2 separate regions of the Ostrinia nubilalis genome follow, and region 1 is linked to region 2. Evidence: chromatin contacts called from public Hi-C data. All regions are on one chromosome and are shown on one strand. Each heading gives the region's core, a stretch centred on a gene start, on an enhancer-like site or on the middle of the called end of the contact. The rest is flanking DNA. Distances are from core to core; before and after follow the strand shown.

What was found. Hi-C and Micro-C count contacts between places; a contact is called where the count stands out from the background.
Region 1: a Hi-C map of whole body shows a contact between it and region 2, with 7 times the contacts expected there. The contact joins the promoter of LOC135079227 here to the promoter of LOC135079196 in region 2. A contact is called at or near these places in 2 of 5 Hi-C or Micro-C datasets (both in whole body).

The regions. Positions count from the first base shown.
Region 1 is chr16:1,181,039-1,188,379 of ilOstNubi1.1, reverse strand. It overlaps LOC135079227 (DDB1- and CUL4-associated factor 12 homolog), which reads right to left and starts at 3,780. Exons shown (of 10, transcript XM_063973818.1): 1 at 3,385-3,780; 2 at 2,763-2,919; 3 at 609-761. The coding sequence starts at 3,482.
Region 2 is chr16:806,514-813,221 of ilOstNubi1.1, reverse strand. It overlaps LOC135079196, which reads right to left and starts at 1,790. Exons shown (of 9, transcript XM_063973782.1): 1 at 1,430-1,790. The coding sequence starts at 1,698.

The sequences.
Region 1 (7,341 bases), core at 2,531-5,030, 370 kb before region 2:
TGGACTGTCCTGTCGATGACATTGACAGTGGGGCGCCACCGTCAATACCGGATCGCTGGTTCAGATTTTTGCCATGTTGGAAACCATATAGTTGAACGATGGTAGCGCCCCCCTGTCATTGAGTTTGGTGGGACAGTTCAGCGTGGGTCATCTATAGCTTGACTTTTAGTACATTTTTTAACTATTAGTTAACATTTTGTTAATATTTAACCATTAGTAGCAAAATTTAACAATTTGTAATTTTAACTATGAATCATAAAACTGGGCCTAAGCCATATGAAAATATTTGAGGCAAACAAATTTTTCTTAAACACTCGAACAGGGAAAAGTTGCGTGTTGCGAGAGCGAGATGTTCTCGCTTTTACGGATCGAAATAGGGGCGGCAGTGATCGCACCACAGATAATAATCAAATAGCGATAACGATATTGTTATGCGCGTGATGATGAGTAACGTTTCCGCGATACAATATCTTTGGATATACATATTACAAAGCACAATATTGTCTATTCTCAATCTAAGGGGAATCAGGCACTGCATCCATCCTGGACAACTGGTTTAGAGCAGTCAATGTGGATCAGAAAAGTCAAAAAAGTAAATTTTATTTTACCTTATTACACTTGGTGCCGAACACGACCTGCCTGTCTGAGAGCCACTGCGAGCAGAACACTTTGTTCATGTTGCCGAGGTTGACGGGCGTCTCGCGGAACATGTCGTGCGTGAGCATGTGTCGCGTCGCGTACGACGGGTCCACCGAGCGAGGCTGCAACGATACAACACGTGCTACATTGTGATTGGGTATTTGAGAGCGTTAACTAATACATGTAGTGTGTCAGCATGTGTTGCGTCACGAACGACGGGTCCACCGACCGCGGCTGCAACGATACAACACGTGCTACATAAGCTACATTGCAGTGGGGTCGTAAACTAATACAATATTGTGTGGCAGAATGCGTCGCGTCGCTACGACGGGTCCACCGAGCGCGGCTGCAACGATACATCACGTGCTACATTACGATTGGGTATTTGAGAGCGTTAACTAATACATGTCGTGCGTGAGCATGTGTCGCGTCGCGTACGACGGGTCCACCGAGCGAGGCTGCAACGATACAACACGTGCTACATAAGCTACATTGCAGTGGGGTCGTAAACTAATACAATATTGTGAGGCAGAATGTATCACGTCGCGTACGACGGGTCCACCGACCGCGGCTGCAACGATACAACACGTGCTACATAAGCTTCATTGCAGTGGGGTCGTAAACTAATACAATATTGTGTGGCAGAATGCGTCGCGTCGCTACGACGGGTCCACCGAGCGCGGCTGCAACGATACAGCACGTGCTACATTGCGATTGGGTATTAGAGCGCGCGCGGCTGCTACGATACAATATGTGCAACATTTGACTGAGTATTTGAGAACGTAAACTAATGTACGTCTGTAACGATACAAGACGTTACAAAATTGTGATTCTCATATTATGCTTTAGTAATTTGGGTAGAGCAATGGAGAGTACGTGATTTCAATCAAATGACGCATTAAAATTCGCGTGTCAAGCAGGGGACATCAATTTTCCACTAATAAAAAACAAACACTATAGGTACAAACTCAGAATTATTGATTGTCGATGAATAGTTTAATGATTCATGATATAATAGCATAATTAATGTAACCTTGCTTTGTTTTGGGCATAATTGTTGGTGTCAAATTGAGGGCATCGGGTGAGTGCAGCAGATAAGATTAGCAACAATGTAGCGAAGCTGCGTCCTTGCAATGCGCGAAAGGTAAATACTGGAGCTATTTATAGCTTGTTTTGGGCTGCTCATCTATGAGTTTTCTGCATCTTATAGGGTTCATAACTTCTTTTATTTCAAAGCAAAATCTATTTTAATTCATAAATTTTTGTTTAGTTTCTTATTTATTATTGTTTTTAATTTAATACTTAAAAGAAGCTTCCAAAACAGTTGTTTCTGAATGTAATCCATTCTTGTAAATGTACTAAAATAATTTATTTTGGAAAGATCTCAGAAACCAATTCATATTTTATACTACTTTTAACAAAATTTCCTGATGAAATAGATGGTATCAGTTTAGTCACTTTAAGTTTATTTATTTACAAACAAATAGCTATTTATAAATAACATTAATTCACATAATGACTAATAATTATCAGTATAATTTTATTTGTTTATTTGTAGCATCTATAACTTATCACTACTTATCAGTCATCTATGGACGAGGCAGGAACCTCTTTTACTAATTCTTTATTGACTTTGTGCTGTGACATGATGGAATTAACATTTTAATGTTTGGTTTAATTTCTTATCTCATAGAAATAAATAAGATACTAAGATAAAGTTTTACAATTTGATCTTAGAGAAGATTTAAAATGTTAGTATGTTGTGTCCCACATAGAATACTTCTTTTTATTTAAAATTTTACTTAAAATGTATATTAATGCATGTTCAAGTTTTTTTTTTGTAATGTACCTGGTATGAATCGATTGCTTGAAGTAAATAGTAACATACAAAAAGGATTTTCCTTCAGAAATTCAGGTCAATGACATGAAAAATCATTTAGTTAATCTCAGACTAGGAGGTAAGTCTAAAATGATCTAAAAACATGAGACTTCACTCAGAAAAATCTTCAAATGATAAGATACAAACAAGTTTGCAATTAAACAACTTAAAACTAAATAAATGAAATTAGTTATGTTTAGAAAGAAGATATGTTTAAATTATAATTCTAGATAGTTTTAATTACCTCTGGAGCCAATATTTCCCTAGAGCGGACATAATCCACAAAATTATATGAGGTGCAGAGAGTTCGGTGTTGTTGTGCCGGTGTTTCCTCTTCGCTGTCGCTGTCCGAGTAACACACAAAGTCCTCCGGCTTATCTGGCTTTCTTTGTTGTTCTAATCTGCAAGGAAATTACAATTTCGTTATATCACTGATGGAATAAATAGATAAACTTACAGGTTCTGATATTTAAAACAAATTATAACAACAACAACTCACTTAAATGTTAGAATTACAGTTGAATTTATTAGTGATTATTAAAATACCATACTGAATACTTTTGTGAGTAGAAATAAAATTGCTATTCAATGGTGTTTTGATATTTTATTAGCAGGCTGGCACATGTTTTTCATATTAAAAAACCTTGTTTCATTACATAAAAACCACTTTCTACTCACACATTGATTCGCGAATGTGTTAAAAGTGATGATTTACACATGTACGAAATTTTGTATGGAAATGAGGACACAACTCACTGGATTTTCACAGCAAAAATAAATGCATACACCACGCGCAGTTTCATGGTCATATGCTGAGTAGGGAATAACAACACGGTTTTAATTGGATGAAGTAGTTTAAAACTTACCTTAATGCCCTGGCTTTGGCTCGCCTTTCTTTTATTCTACTTGGTATGTAACAGGATGGGTATCTGCCCTCAATGGCACGCCTCACGGTCTGCGCCATTTTAAAGGCAGGAATTAGGTCTAGGAACGAGAATAATCACCCAGCAACACACGGTCAACTAGTCACTTTCGTTTTGTTCTGTTGTATGTAGATCCATACAGCGTCGACATTTTTCATTACAATGAGTGAGTCCGAACTATAGCACGCTTCCTGCGTCCGCCTCATTAACTATTTGCACTTGCGATACACTTGTTAACATGAAAACTTGGTCATTGAAGATTTATTTACGCTAAATCCCAATAATAATCTTGAATTTTAGCATGAAAATACTACGCTGACGGAGTGACTGACGGAAAGCTGGCTGTCAGACATACTCTCTAATCTGTGTGGCTGTCAGTCAATGATGCGATGTTGCCATATAAAAAAAACATGTAACACACTAGTAACATAATAAATCGATTCGTATTCAATTGAAACCGGTAATGATTATCGATTCCAATAAACTTTTGTAAGAGGTTTTTAATTCATTGTTACATATAGTTTTAAAATAAATACCTAATTCCTTACTTTTTACAATAAAAACACGATGTAAGTAGTTAATCAAAACACTCGTTTCTGTTTTATGTTGCTTTAATAATAAATTGGTTGCTTTTCAAATATTTTAGAACCAAACTAAATAGTAAAACGGAATTATTTATTTCATAAACAGGACTTAGATTGGGAGATCTATCCTAGTGCCTTATTTCCTGACTCTATACGCCTAAGTTAATAGCCACACTTTCTTAAAAACTCAAAAACAAATAGATTAAATGTGTTCTTTCATTCATGTTTCACATCCTATTGATTGCTATGTTGTTTGCGGTAGGTACGCAGCGAGCTAACGGCTAGTCACAATGGCAAAAAGTGGACACAGTTCAAGGGAGTTGGCTTATTCCCAAATTGCCTTTATTTAATGCGACGTCCAGTGACCTTGGCTCCAACCCTAAATGGTTTGTCTAGGTTTTAGTACACTATTAAATTAACATCTAGTTATGTAATGTATGCACGCGCCTGACATAATATGAGTAGCAATGTTTCATGCACAAATAATGTGGCTCGATCACCTACTTAGGCTTGCGTGACATATTATTATTATTAATATTATGTAGGTATCAAGGTGTTCTCCAGTTTTAATCATATTTTAACTAATAAAAGTTCCTTACTTAATGGCATGATGGTGATCAAGTTTCAAAATTCAACTTCTCGTCTACATTAACGAGAAACTATCAAAAATGTTGCCAACAAACATAAAACGTGATAAGTCCGAAGTAACGTCTGGATTTTATTATCTTGCGGGTATTTTTGCAGTAAAATTTTAGCACATAACAACTACCTACATAACATTGATGAGCAATTTCTCAAAATTTTCTGTACTTTTGGAGGTAGAGATGTTACAAATTCTCGCAAATCGGAGTTGAAGGTAGGTTTTAAAACTCGGTTGCATTTGCTGTGTAACTGCGTTCCAGTTTCCAGACAATTTACGCCTGTAGCTCAATAACTTGTATTCTATTTGCCGAGGGAAGGACGTAATGGCCCTCAAGTGGTACAAATAGGTTTCCACTCGGGCGGAGCCGTGGGTGGCGAGGTTCAATCAGGTAAGTTGCCAAGTGCAATGTCTTTTATAACCTAACTGTGATTGTACTGATTAAAAATAATTAATTATGGTAGAGTTACTTAATAAAGTAGTTAAATTCTATTATTTTGTCGATGCATGTACGTTATTAAATAACGGAATAAGTAGTAATCTTACATACTAAACAACATTTTTTTGTTTTACGGCTTGCGTGAGTTCACGACTTCTATGACACCTGCGCGATGTCTTTCTTACTTGAATAGATTTCATTAATAAATCTAACCTAACTTTGTTTTGAACAACATGATAATTCTGAAGTTGAATACCCTTTAAATTACGAGCAATTGCTTAAGGAATCCATCTATGCTTCATTCCCTGCAGCATGATTGCATTCCTTGCTCGAAGTGAAGTTTATGTTGTACAAAGACCGACTGATTGCTAATAAACCGTACAATCAGAACCCGGGGGCAAACGCTAGTGTTATGCAAGTGAAAAACGCTGAAATGTAAAACAGTAAGTTCATTGCCACTGCAGCTATGGAGGCCGATGACACGGCGCTATGCGGGTAACGAAATTATTCCTTCGTATCCAGCGGGAAATTATGGCAAACTGTACTTCAATAATGCATAGCTATGCATTAAGGTTATTGCAGGTTTATGCAACTATTAAACTGGGTTTCATTGCTAGTTTTTTTGTGTGAAACACCGATTGCGTTTTAGCTCGTTGGTATCAACAGACTTCAGTATTATTTGCTTTTTGCTTTGCATTGCAACTGGTAAAATGACGATCCTTAGCTTGGAACTCATCTAATTTTCTTGTGATTAATTGTGAGGCCAATGGCTGTTTGTCTTTCCCGAGCTACTGAACTGGTGGGAAGATACTGAGATGGGTACAGATTTACGCTAATCCTAGAGTGATCTACCAATAGGGAAAGATGGCGAGATATCGCATTGCAACATCCGCTCACAACAAATCACATTCATAACGACTACAACTACGACTATTCTGTCAAAAGTGTAATGACTGAAAAGAACCCTAGATTGTTTATATGCTGCTGCATCTTACTTTAGTTGTAACTCTATCCATAACCGGTGTTTTTGTGTATGGAGTTTAACAGATTTTTGATGTTTGTTACAGTTAAAGTACCGTGTAAAAGCTGCGCACGTGATATTAGCGGAACATTGTGTCCTGTGGCGAAAAAGTAGTTCCAGTTTTAGAAGGTTAGTTATAGGACTTTAATTCGATGAGTTTTTATATCCATATTCACAGACGATGCTAGCTTGTGAAGCAGCAACGCTATGCGTAGTCGAATGCATAGCGTTGAATAGAGCTCTGTGATTGGTTCTTGTGTGTCACTCCGCCACTAAGTATTATCTAAGCATAGGTTTTTGGGACCCTGTGCTTCCACGTGCACTGTAAGATGACATAGTAATTAATTATGCTTGTAAAAAAACTCATAAAACTCATTTATTTATGCAAGTAGGCTTTTATAAAGCACTTACACGTCCCAGTATTAACCCTACCACTGCTTCAGGACAATAAATGGGTCAGTGCTGAGAAGAAGCAGCGCAAGGAACTCGGTCACTATTGTCAGTATCTTTTTTTTGCTTAAGTGAAGCAGCAAATCGAACGCACAGCGTTGAACAGACAGCTCTGTGATTGCTTCGTGTGTCACCATGTGGATCCACGCGCACTGTGAGACCTCATGTTTGTGTTATTCTTGTAGGTATGATGTTGATACGGCAATGCATCATACACAAACATTCGGGCCACTGCATCGGTCCATCTGATTGCGCGCCGCACGCGACCCCATTTGTTTCTCGGAAATTAACTTTCCGGGAAATAAAATGCTTTTAATGTTGAGACACACGTACATTTAAAACTCGTTAGGGTGACGGCGAAATATTATGGGTTCGATTTTTTCCAATACGTAGGTATCGAAGACTTGCTAAAGTTTGTGTTTACTCCATTTTTATTATGGATGATTTTGAGTGGTAACCTAATTTATCAGTAAAATACGACTCTCCAAATTATGTAAGTAATTACTTGTCTTACGTTGGTGCTGAAAAAATATACAGTTCTAGTAGGCACTCATTGTTTTCTAGCTTTTTCTAACCTTTTTAAGGTCATAAGTCTGTACCTATTTCACGTCCCAAACTAATTGACTTGCTCTACCTATAGCAGAACTTGTATATTTTGTAGGTCTTCCTTTGTTGATAACTATGTATGCTTAAGGTCATCTCACTAAAATTTGCCCCTACCGATATTCGAACCCCTAACCAAACTGTCTACATAGCCCAGTCTACA
Region 2 (6,708 bases), core at 541-3,040:
GTCTAGCCAGTTCTGGAAGATTCTAAGAATAAGATTTTTGTAAATTGTGATTGCTTAAATTTACAAGATCTGATTGAACAAATAGACGCGTTCTCAAGTAACATTTATTAAGATAAAAGTATGACCTTATGTTAAAGGCGGTAAAATTTTATGGTTTTTAAATGGATAGCAACAGTGGATTACACTGCAATTTCATTTCATTCATGTTGAAATAATTGATAAAAGAGCTTACTTGTAGTTTATATTGCATGCATCAATATTTCAAAATACCTTACCTACTTAAGTATGTAAATTAGAATTTGCTGATGCCTGTATGATGTATGGAAGATTGGTTAAATTATCACCACTAATGAATGTCTTTTAAAATGTGAAGTTATAATAATACATTGTTGTTTTAATTTTAACCCATATTGGAGTAGTTATGTGGATTATAAATTGGACTGGATTTACTGAATCCTAAAATGAACCATACTAGATTTACCTAGATAGATTTCCAAATTCTGTTATTCACCTTCTTTTTTCAATTGGATGAGATTCAATACAGGTTGCTATTATGTAACAAGTGTATTTGAACGAGACAAGACTAAAAGAAATTTACATAAATACAACTAGGCCTGACCCATGTGCCATCCAAGAGGTGAAGCCATAGGATCGCTAAACTCAATGTTACCAACATACTTATGCAATCTACATAATATATTATGTGTAAGTAGTCTTCAGGCTTCATTGTGGCGAATACAATAATTAAATAGGCCATACATACACTGATCTAAGAATAGTTTTAAGAAATAAGTCTATTATGTATGGTACTACAGCCAGTTATAGCCAGATTATAGACCAATAAAGAAATAATAATAAATTTTATTTACTGAACTATGTGAGGTCATGTTACTTCATAAAATGTGAGATATAAAAATATATTTCAAAATAAACAAAAACCTATCTAAATCATCATAGGAATTAATCGGAACTGGTTTTAATTCAGATGTACCACTATAGCTACATAAGTATAATAAACTAGGATCCTGCATTAAAGAAGAGATCAACACTTAAAAATAAGAATCAAGATGCACTGAAAGATCTAGGTACTTTCATAAAAATATGTTCTATAGTATAGCTAACTGAAATGTAGCGCGAACCACATCATAACTCTGCATACGTAATTCAAAACTTCGCAAACTTTCATTCACTACCAAAACAAGTTTGGCGTGATTCATGCTATGTAAATGAATACAAGGGGAAGTCGAATTCAACGGTTGGAACGTTTCTGGAAACCAACCAAGCTACAAAACGGCTGTAAAACTTATTGGAATGCCCTGTTAGCGTTGCTAGGCGGTGCACCACAAACAATACTGGGAAAAACCTGTGGGAGGCTCCACCATCTGCCACATCCCTACCACCGCAGTAAATGCTTATTCTAGGTACTTACACCTCTAAGATCCTGTCGCCCTTTCTGATGCCGGCCTGCTCAGCCGCTCCTTGTTCCAAAACAGCGCTTACGTGCTGCAGAGGAGCATACAGCTCCCCATTGATCGATCTCAACTGGCCCCCTTCAGACACTTGGCCGCGAACATTGAAACCGAAACCAGTATCGGTTTTGTAAATTGTAACTCGACGCGGTCCATTGGCAGCCACTGTGCTCTTATTATTTCTTTCGGATCTAACAATACTGTTATTATCGGTTTCTGTCTCAGCCATTTTGGACACTGTTTACCACAGACTTCTTTTGACATTTCCTAGACTGTGTTGCCATTTTACAGGCGATGACAAATAGTGTTGTATTTAAACAGTGTTTAATTTATCGGATTCATTATTCGATAGCGAATGAATCGGCTTCTATAGTAGCGCCATCTAGCATGTTTTTAAAGTAAGTTAAAGACATGTATGATAAAACAGCACGAAAGTTTTCGAGTTTAGTTACTAGATGTCAGGAGTATTGAAACAACGTGGTACGAGAAAATTTCAACTTCTTTCACATCAAAATCAGCTGTGAACATCAGTATGGCCGCTCAAATAATCAGAAAATAAATTTGTTTTTTAAAAATCAAATTACAAAAAAAATAGGAAAGTGCAGTTTTCGTACTTACATCGTGTAATTTTAAAGAATAGTGGCGGTGTTGATGTTGACTAAAAGTGTTGCGTCATGACAGAAACCTCTCACTGACAAACAAATACAATAAAAATTGCGACTATCATTACGGCGACTTATTGTAATTTCTATTTGGATCGTGCAGCATTTGTCGGTCGCTGAGGGCTGATGTTATTTGTGCTTGGTAATCGCGCGTGATAATGAGTAGTGTTCGATTGAGTTTGGTTTCTGTGGGGAGGATCGCGAGGAGAAATTGTCATTTGACATCAGGTGAGTGGTTTTCGATTCACATCTTGTTTTTTTGTTGTTGTATTGGATTTCCGCCAACATCTTGTGTCGCAGTTCCCATTACTCGTAGATTTGTACGTGCAATCTGTGTTTGATAACAAAGCGTCACCAAAGTTTATCTTGTATGCCCCTTTCAATGATTATTATTACATGATACCACAATATTCACCTTTGCCATACGGTTCTGTATAATATTTGACCATGTCCTATTCAAGGGGACATTAAGGTACTCGGCAAGGTCAAGAACTTACATTATAACATGCATTATGGCCATGACACTGATCTTTAAAGGTTGCTTCTTATTGGAATCATAATAGCTCTATTTTATTCAATTATAGCTCTTAATACTTTTACTTATTATCCCATTATTCCATATGTCTGGTACAGTCTTTTCATTTACTATTAAAGCTATATTTAGTGGCTTTATATCATTAATGAATAAATAGACACATCATGGTCATCCTCCGTTACCTTAGGGTACGTTGTCTTAGCTCTGTAACACTTTGAAAACTGACAAAATACCTTATAAGACAATAATTTGAACGCAACAAATACATTCCAATAAGAAGCGAACTAACCTTAATGCCCAAGTCCCAAGCCCAAATGTTTTATTGTAATGTAATTAATAAAAACATTACAATAAAAACATTCAACAACCTTAAGACCAGTTTGTTTTTAACAGAATAAAATGTATTAAAGTTACGTATTTGTTATGACTTTTTTGTATCAAGATTAAATTGTAACATTAGAAAATATAAAATGCATTTTAAGACTTGGGATTTGAAATGTTTTGGGATAAGAATAATTTTGCTTCCTAGAGTGAATTGATTGCTTAGTTTCGGAATTCCAATAATTTGTTTCAGTTTTATTTTTATTTAATCAAATTTTTGTTGGTTTCCTAAATATAATATATGTATTGAAAAATAAGGCATTTTGACATAAAACTTATTAATATAAAACTAAACTTAACACTGTTTATAGCCAGAAATTTGCTCTGAAAGTTCTGATCGCTATCAAAAAACAATCCAATACACCAGAAGAAATTATTTTATTTCTGCTGTTATCAATTCAGGACAATATGAAACAGTTAAAAAATATATTATTGCTAATTGTACCAATAGGCACTGAAATGTTAACATAATGTTGATTAACTCAAGGTTCAGCTGATTGTCACAATAGGTTTATTGACACAATGATAGGTATTTTATACATTAAACATAATGAAAATATTAAATTGTATTGTATTTTTAATATTGACATGTAAGTAGGTACCATCTCAATCTCAATGTTATTATTACATGATCGTACATAGTTATTGGTTTATCTACAGTATTTTATGTTACAGTCAGGAGTACCAATGTGGTTGATTTACTTTACACTTATGAGCTTTTTTATGTCTTATTGGCGTAAGAAAACATACAGGATGGTAGTTAATAGACGAAGAATTATGTATTTTTTTTTTAAGAACAGGTTTTTTAAGGGGATTAAGGAACTAAAAGGCCTACCAGAAAAAAAAACGATTCCCAATCCCAACCAAAGTCCCTTTATTTTTATCTAGTCTGGATCACCCTGTATATGACATTGGAGTATCCCGATACAGACAAACATACTCGTGATTTGATTAAATAGAATCTAATGTGCATAGTCATACCTCCAAGTTCAAACCCTCATTACCATTCGTCGAGACAGTGTCGTAAATGCACGCCATGGTTTTGACAATTGCCATCCTCCCGAATAGGGTTAAGTTTAACTGGATTGTGTAATATGTGCCTTGACATGGATAGAATACAGAGGGTATTTTTTTTATGACACTTTTAACTTGAACTCCTAGCACATTTTTATTTCAACCTTGTATTGTTATAACAAGTGTACTGTTTACAGCCGGTTTCATACAAACATTCATAGGAAATAGGTGTTTTTAAATGCTGTTTCTTTTGTATTTTATAAATTTATTTAACTTTAAATAACTTAACTGATACTAGTAAGAACTCACGTAACTTAATATTAATGCTATCAGGAGAAACAAGTTTAAGTACTTAGTTCATTGTTTGTTGCTAAAAATATCTTGACCGCGACCTCAAGGATAGTATTTTCTGTTAACTATTTATATCACAACCTTTACCGTAGTTATATACATTTGAACTTCAGGCATAAGTTCAAACCTTGATTTAAATTGATCTTTGTGAAGCAAAGAGCTACATTTAATTAATGACCACTTGTGCGCAACAAACAGAAATAAGTGAGCGTTGCGTAAAAACAACCAGTTTGGAGCTGTGGCCCGCAGTTTGTTGTCATTGTAGGTTTCCGGCTCAATATTGATATTATTTGCAACACTTACGGCAATATCAGTATGTCGAAATACTTAGCGAGAACATGGCTGTAATTTTTTTTTCATTCAAAAAAACCCTACTACCGCATAAAACATCCTCCTTTTTGCGTTGGCGGTTAAAATAATAAGATGCATAGATGTCTTTATTATTTTACAAAATCACCCTTCTCGTCCTAGCTGTGTGCAAAGGCTCGCAATGATGTAAAGTTTTAAGCGAAAGTTAATTCTCGTTAACTTTGAACCAACACGTGAGGTATGATTCGATATGCCTGCCGGCCTTAAATTAAAAGTTTTGATTATCGGCATCAATATCTGTTCAGGTTATCCTTATAAGTTCAGTTATTAATGAGAAATAAAATTTCAATTAGGTAGCATAATTAAGTCCTTTTCGGAAGTCCTATAAGTATGATCCTGATTGTGTTTTCGAATTAGATTTGCACACCTCTAGTTCCACAGTCAACCAAATCTTACAAGTTAACTAATGTTGCTAATATCTCTTCTAGTAAACATAGCCAATATGCCATTATTTCACAAGACCACTGCGTTACATAAACTACCGGCCGGCCCACGTGTTCATAATTCCAAAACGGCCCAATAACTCTTCTTCAGTGAATTCGAAAGTGTCGCCAAACAATGGCATTGTCACGCGTTTCCACTTCGGAGGAAAGCGTCATTGTGGCCTGTGACAATGTGTTTGAAAAGCCAGTAGACAATTGTTGTTGAACCAGTCACCGTTTTATGAGATGATTGAGGTGCAAAGTTGATAAAGTAGCTCTCCTATCGGCTATCATTCTTTTCATTGAAGACAACATTGGAAGTTAGCCACCAGTAAAATAAACATAACATTTAACGCCTACCCAAAGTGGACTCACGACCCCATAAAGGTTGCAAGAAAGCACTGTATGCAGACTACCAAACCAACAACCGGCCAATCTGGAAACCATCGGGGGGCGCCTATTTTCAGCATTAGAAGTCCTTTGGCTGAAATGATGTTGATTATTTATTACAAAATAAAAGTGAACATCCTTTGGCTGAAATAATAATGATTACGAAATGAAACCCTATAGCCCATTTTTTACCTACAGAATCACACTTTCTTTCTAGATTTCGGTTATGCAATCGCCAGCGTCACCACATCTAATTTTTTTTTTAAAACGAAACTATTACATCTACATAAGTTACCCTACTCCAAAACGCTATTTACGTAGTTTTGGGTCTCTCTGTCATCGTCGCTCATGCTGGTATCTCACTTTGCATGAGAGTGACGGCAACATTCGAAACTTCGGATAAAGTTTTTCGGAGTAACCCCGCAGTATTTATCTTAAAACATGGTCTGTATTTAACATGAACTGTGTTGCCAGCAGGAGTGCAACAATGCCGAACCTTACGACGGAACAGCCCGCGCTCGCTGAGCACGTGCGCGGTGCTGTGCAAGAGCCCCACGGAGCAGCCGCCCGGCCCGCCGCACTCGCACCCCCCTAAGGATGCCGTCAACTCGGGTAAGACTCCGCTCCCACTTGAGAAGCTCACGACGGCTCGCTGAGCTATGCGCGGTGCTGTGCAAGAGCCCCACGGAGCAGCCGCCCGGCCCGCCGCACTCGCACCCTCCCAAGGATGCCGTCAACTCTGGTAAGACTCCGCTCCCACTTGAGAAGCTCACGACGGCTCGCTGAGCTATGCGCGGTGCTGTGCAAGAGCCCCACGGAGCAGCCGCCCGGCCCGCCGCACTCGCACCCTCCCAAGGATGCCGTCAACTCTGGTAAGACTCCGCTCCCACTTGAGAAGCTCACGACGGCTCGCTGAGCTATGCGCGGTGCTGTGCAAGAGCCCTACGGAGCAGCCGCCTGGCCCGTTCTACTCGCACCCTCCCAAGGATGCCATCAACTCTGGTAAGACTCCGCTCCCACTTGAGAAGCTTACGACGGAACAGCCCGCGCTCGCTACGCTATGCGCGGTGCTGTGCAAGAGCCCCACGGAGCAGCCGCCCGGCCCGCCGCACTCG